Linked DNA regions of Mus musculus: region 1 is linked to region 2. Evidence: chromatin contacts called from public ChIA-PET data. All regions are on one chromosome and are shown on one strand. Each heading gives the region's core, a stretch centred on a gene start, on an enhancer-like site or on the middle of the called end of the contact. The rest is flanking DNA. Distances are from core to core; before and after follow the strand shown.

What was found. ChIA-PET counts read pairs in DNA pulled down with a chosen protein or histone mark.
Region 1: a contact with region 2 is called in an RNA polymerase II ChIA-PET map of effector CD8 T cells, with 7 read pairs. The contact joins the promoter of Tmem123 here to the enhancer-like site in region 2. A contact is called at or near these places in 4 of 39 promoter capture datasets (the C10 cell line, hippocampal neurons and pre-B cells) and 6 of 115 datasets of contacts at active chromatin or transcription factors (astrocytes, bone marrow-derived dendritic cells, effector CD8 T cells and 3 more).

The regions. Positions count from the first base shown.
Region 1 is chr9:7,762,688-7,765,387 of GRCm38.p6, reverse strand. It overlaps Tmem123 (transmembrane protein 123), which reads right to left and starts at 1,311. Exons shown (of 5, transcript NM_133739.2): 1 at 1,076-1,311. The coding sequence starts at 1,166.
Region 2 is chr9:7,238,885-7,241,651 of GRCm38.p6, reverse strand. No RefSeq gene overlaps it. Among named protein-coding and RNA genes, the nearest start is that of Gm31639, 15 kb to the left of the region's middle. Within about 2 kb of position 1,446, at least 22 of the 459 cell types and tissues checked have an H3K27ac peak or open chromatin away from gene starts, as enhancers often do. A contact at or near this core is called in effector CD8 T cells and memory CD8 T cells, where this site is marked.

The DNA of each region.
Region 1 (2,700 bases), core at 62-2,561, 520 kb before region 2:
AGTCCTGCAATTCCAGTTTGTCACTGGTACAAGTCAAAAGAGCAAACATAAAACATAACCAATCGAAGTGAAGAAGCCCTGTAATCCCCGAAGTAGAGTTAGGCATATCAGAAGTTCAAGGTTATCTTCAGCCACATAGGGAGTTCAAAGCCAGTTAGGGCTTCATGGATACAAGAGATCCTGACTCTACAAAACACAGTGAAATTCAGCACAACAGAAATAGGGTTGTTTAATTCACCCAGATTATTCCAGCCAAAGCAGGTGTTGGGCCTAAATCATCTGCTTAAGTAAACTCACTGGTTATCCCTTCATAGATGAGACTGAAAAACACAACAGATGACTGAGCTGAAAATCACAAAGACTTTGGTCATTTAAAGTTTCTTATCCTAGTTTACTATTTCCCTAGCGACTGGACTCTAGTAGATGACAAGGGACAATAGAATTTTCACAAACTCAGAGTTCTTCTCAAAGTGTTCAAAACGTCAAGGTTTCGAAGAGAAACAAAATCCCCAACACAGAAGGCTGTCAACATCATCTTGTTATGACCTTAATGATGACGTCGTAGGCTCTGGACCACAGGGACCTCAAGGCTGCTGCGTATGCAGCAGTAGTGACTACAGTCCGAGCACAAGCCTCATCTGCGCAGGGGAACAAGGCGCGTACACCCAAGGTTCCCACTCAGCCGAACTGGCCCTGGAATCCAACTTGAATTCTGGGAGTACCTTCAGCAGGAAGCTGTGTGGGTAGACAATCAGACCTGTTTTTGCGGCAGTTAGCGAACAAATTTCAATCTACAGGTCTTGCTACCAGCCACAGAACTACAGTGAAGAGGACCAACTTGAGTCTTCGGCTGAAGGGCCATCCCAGGGAAACTCAGCAAGTTCTGCACACCACGCCGGCTTGCCGTCCCCAAGCAGGGGAGAGACGGAGTCTCGCTCCGCAGGTGGCCCGCGGGCGAAGAGGGAAATGAGGTTGGGGTGGGAGTCTACCGTGGACGCGTGGAACTTTCCACGCGGACGCCGAACATGGAGAGGCAGGCCGCCGCAGTGCGCTTCCTCTGCGCCTGCCAACTTACCCTGAGCGTCGGTCGGGTCCTGCGCCGCCCCTAGCAGCGCCAGCACCTGCAGCACGCCCAGCAGCAGCGCGGCCCGCGCGCACAGCGCCATTGTTCCCAGGGCCCCTGAGCGCCCGCAGCAACCGCCCGGCGCCCAGAGCTGCTCTCCGCGCACGCGACCGCTCCGCGTCCCCTTCCGCCCTTACCGCTCCCCTGCAGACGCCGCCGCCAGTCCCCCCAGTGACCAAATAGGGATAGGCCAGGCGGCCTGGGGCGGGGCCAGGGCGTGGTCGGCAAAGTCAGGAGGGGCGTGGCCCACAGGAGGCAGGGCGGGGAAGAGCTGCAGGGCCAAGAGAGGGAGTGGCTCTGAGAAAAGAGGAGAGCCGGGAGAGGGCGTGGCTTACAGAGGCGGGGCAAGGGGGACAGGCCTCAGACGGGAGGGGCGTGGCTCTCTGAACAGTACTGAGGAGCGGATAAGAGGCGGGGCTCTCGGAGGCGGATGAGGTCGTGGTTTTGGGAGTGGCGTGGTCCGGACTAAGTGCTACGACAGCTGTGGCTCTATCTCTGACTTTCAAGGGGTAGTCGTCTACCAGGACTTCCTGAAGACAGGCTTTATTTAGAAGTTTTCGGGTGGGATTGGCATGGTTGCGGCGCGGAGTAAGAGAGGGAGTCACAGACTGGATGATTGCAGCCTCTCAGAGGAGTGAAGGAAAGTCAGACTCAAAAAAGTTTCAAAGTAACCGTCATGATCTTGGTACTCCACTTGTGCCTCCTTTTTTCTACAACTGGAAAAACATGTAGAGTGGGCGGTGCAGTTTGCAGACCAGTTGGAAACTTAGCACCTATAACCTAGATCCCTGTCTTCTAGAGTTCGCTGTCCCGACTCAAAAACAGCCTGTTGTAGTCTAGTTTTTTGGCAAAATCCCTCGTAAGCCCTAGGGCCAATGCTGCATTTTGATTCCACTCAGAATTCTAAAATTATGTGTCTAGTACACATCACTCAACTAACGTGGAAGATGGACACAGCTTCCACAGGGTATTGCAGCTCTCTAACACCTGATCCAGGGCATTTCAAAGATAAGCCTAAAACTTTGTTATGAAAAATACTTTTCGACTTCCACAAAGCTTCTTTGTTATAGATGTGTGATGATCATGGATTAATTAGGCCCGTTTTCTCTACATTTACAAGACATATGAAACTGCAACCAGCCAACCTGAAAATACCAGCATCTACCACGGGCTTTAAAAAACAGCTGTGTGTTTAGGATTTGATGGTTCTATTTCTGAAGAATCTAGCCAAGTGCTTCCAGGCATGGACTAGGAAGGATCATTCTGTATTCAGAATGAATGCTTGCCCTGACTCCAGTTTTTGGAACCCAGTGCTCAGTGTGGTGATTTAAAGAGGCGGGGTATTGGAGAAGCGACTGAGCTAGAAGAACAGGGATCTCAACAGTGAAATAAGTGCCTCATGAAAGTGGCCTGAGACCAGGGGCCTTCAACAGACACCAGGTCAGTTGCTGGCATTACCTTTGACTTCCCAAGAAGAAATGTTTCAAGAATACTGATGTAATCTAACCTTACATGTTTACACAGTTCCCTAGCTGGTGTAGTAGCGAAAAACTGTAATTCCAGTACTTAGGAGACAG
Region 2 (2,767 bases), core at 197-2,696:
CACGTCTTCTAAATAGTGAATCATTTCTTTCTAGCATACAACATGTTGCTTGTTGAATGTGTGTGTGTGTGTGTGTGTGTGTGCGTGTGTGTGCTCTTTCCCCTGCCTTGGGTGTACTCGCTAACATTTTATTTCTGGATAACTGATATATTGTTCAAATTCTATTTCAGGACTGCCTTTTCCAACTTGGGTTACATAATGAAGCTCTTTCTTAAACAAAACAAAACACAACACAACACAACAAAACAAAACAGAAAAGTCCATGGTGACATTATGCTATCAGTCATACTACTCTTTGAAATAACTACTGTCTAAGTATGAACTTTCCCCTTCTCCACTTCATGAGACTTCAGGTCTCAGTCCCTATCAATAAACATCTTCCCTGATCTTTAAGTCCAGGCTTAGCTCTTCCTCCTCCAACCAATTTCACTTCAAGGCCCCTAACACCTTGGGACTTAATTATAGTTTAACCTCTGTAGTTTAGCTCTAACTACAAAACTTCTTTTTCTCTGAAAGGAAGGATCAAGTTTCATAATGTAATCTCAAACAGGCAGGCCATAGCAACTCTTCTTCTCTGAGGCTAACTCTAACATTACCAGTTCCATTGTTTTGGACCTTCATACCTTAGGCCAAAGTCAGAATGCAAAGTGCCTTTTGTGAAGGCATCAGAAGGAAGAGCAGGAAGTTGAGGGATGCAAGTGGAGAACCAGAGACTGATAGAGAGAAACAAGGACAATTGAGTACCAAGTTAGTTTGCTCTTGCCCACATTCATTGCCATCCATAGCACCATTAATATTAGGACCACATCACATATCAGGTACAGAGATCATCTTGGTGGAGTCTCATAATCATATCATGAGGTGACCATTCTCACTATACCATACTGGAGAAAGCAAAGCTTACAGTGATAAAATAACTTCCCAGTATCAACACTGACTGGAAGATGAGAGTCAGGAGTTCTAACCTTAGCTCACAGCTGGTTGGATTGAGCCATTTTAGCCAGATTAAAATAACTGGGCTGTTAAAGAGATAGAATGTAGAAAGGAATCAACTGGAGCCAGGAAATGGGAGTTCTTCATCTGGGGTAGCTTCTCTACATCTGTTTTCTTTTAGAAAAATGAAGTAACTACCCTGGATAACTTCTAAGCCATATTCCAGGCTCAAACTCTCTACTAGAAGCAGAATCAAGATCAGCTTACATTTAATGTCTAATTTATTCTATCTAATTCTAATTGATAGAGGGAGGTTTGACAGGGAGTCCATGAAGAGCAAGGCAGGGTTGACCGGGGAGTCTGACAGGGATTTTAATGAGTGTTTCGAAACAAGAAAGGAAATACCATAAAGAAGAAACATAAGGAAGAAATTCAAGCAAGGCTAAGAAGAGAATGAGTAAAAGGAAGAGGCAGGTGAGTCACATACACAGGAACTAGTAGGTTTTCTGGGCTGTGGTAGGAAGTACCTTTACAGCAGGAAGTGGGTATAATAATCAAATTAGTCAAAAGATGACCTGCTGGGAAACTTGTCTGCAATGCTGGGATATCCAAAACTTAGTAACTAGGGCAAACCCCCTTATCCAGAAAGTTTGATGTGTTTGTGCAGACTAGCAAAGAGATGGTTTTCCCCTTCTTGTTGTTACCTATGGGTGCTAGACAGATACAGATATCTCACAAGAAGTTTTTAAGAGATTTTACTTAATGTGCATGTGCACACACACACACACACACACACACACACACACACACACACAGAGAGAGAGAGAGAGAGAGAGAGAGAGAGGTGCAGGGACATATGGGCATGGGTGTCTGAGATAGCCACACAAGGTAGCTAAAGTCCCAGACAGCTATGAGCTGCCTAAAGTGAACCCTGGTAACTGAACTTGGGTCTTCTACAGGAGAAATGCATGCCTTTAACTGCTGAGTAATATCTTCAGCTCTGTACAGGACTTTTCCAAAGGATAAGTGCAAAACAGGAGATTGTTCTGGAGTATCATACTAACATCACTTGAGCCAGATTAAAATGCTTGAGGAGAGGAGAGAAGTGCTTCCGCTGGTCTTGTTAAGAGGGAGGGGAGGCTGACACCTCAATGTGGTGTGAGCTGGCTTGTAGAGAAAATTGCTGAGGTCTGTGTGGTACATGGTTGGGTTTCTAAAGCTAGAGCTGGAATTGTTTCTTAACCTTTCCCCCCTAAAATATAAACTCTTTCCAAATGTACAAGTCCCTTCAACTTTGTGTCTTCCTTTTTGAAATCCTAGTAATTATCTAGGAAGAATATACTTAGTGAGACCCCAGGGCTCTTCCGGGAAGATCCTTCCACTTCTGCCTCTCTAAAGAAAGAGTTGGGCTGTTTTCATTTGCAATACTTAATCAAATCACTAACTTTGTCCACTAATTATACAGGACAGTTCTCACCAAACTCGAATATTTTTCCTAGGAGAGAACATTGAAAAAAAATTCTCTTTTTCCCTCTTGTTTCTGAAATGAATTTTCTGTGATTATAGAAGTAAGAAAAGCTACACTTGAGATTTCAATGTTTATAGTGCTTATGAAAAAGCTCCACAGGCCGAGCTAGAGCGCTCCATTGGAAAGGAGTGCAGAAAGCAACTGAGAGGCTTGTGTGTTACTGTGTGTGCATGTATGTTACCTTGTGTGCATTACCACATGTGCTTTACCATGTGTGCATTACAGTGAGTGTGTTACTTTGTGTTACTTTGTGTGTTACCTGGTGTGTGTTACTACTTCTGTTACTGCTTGTATTACTGCGTGTGT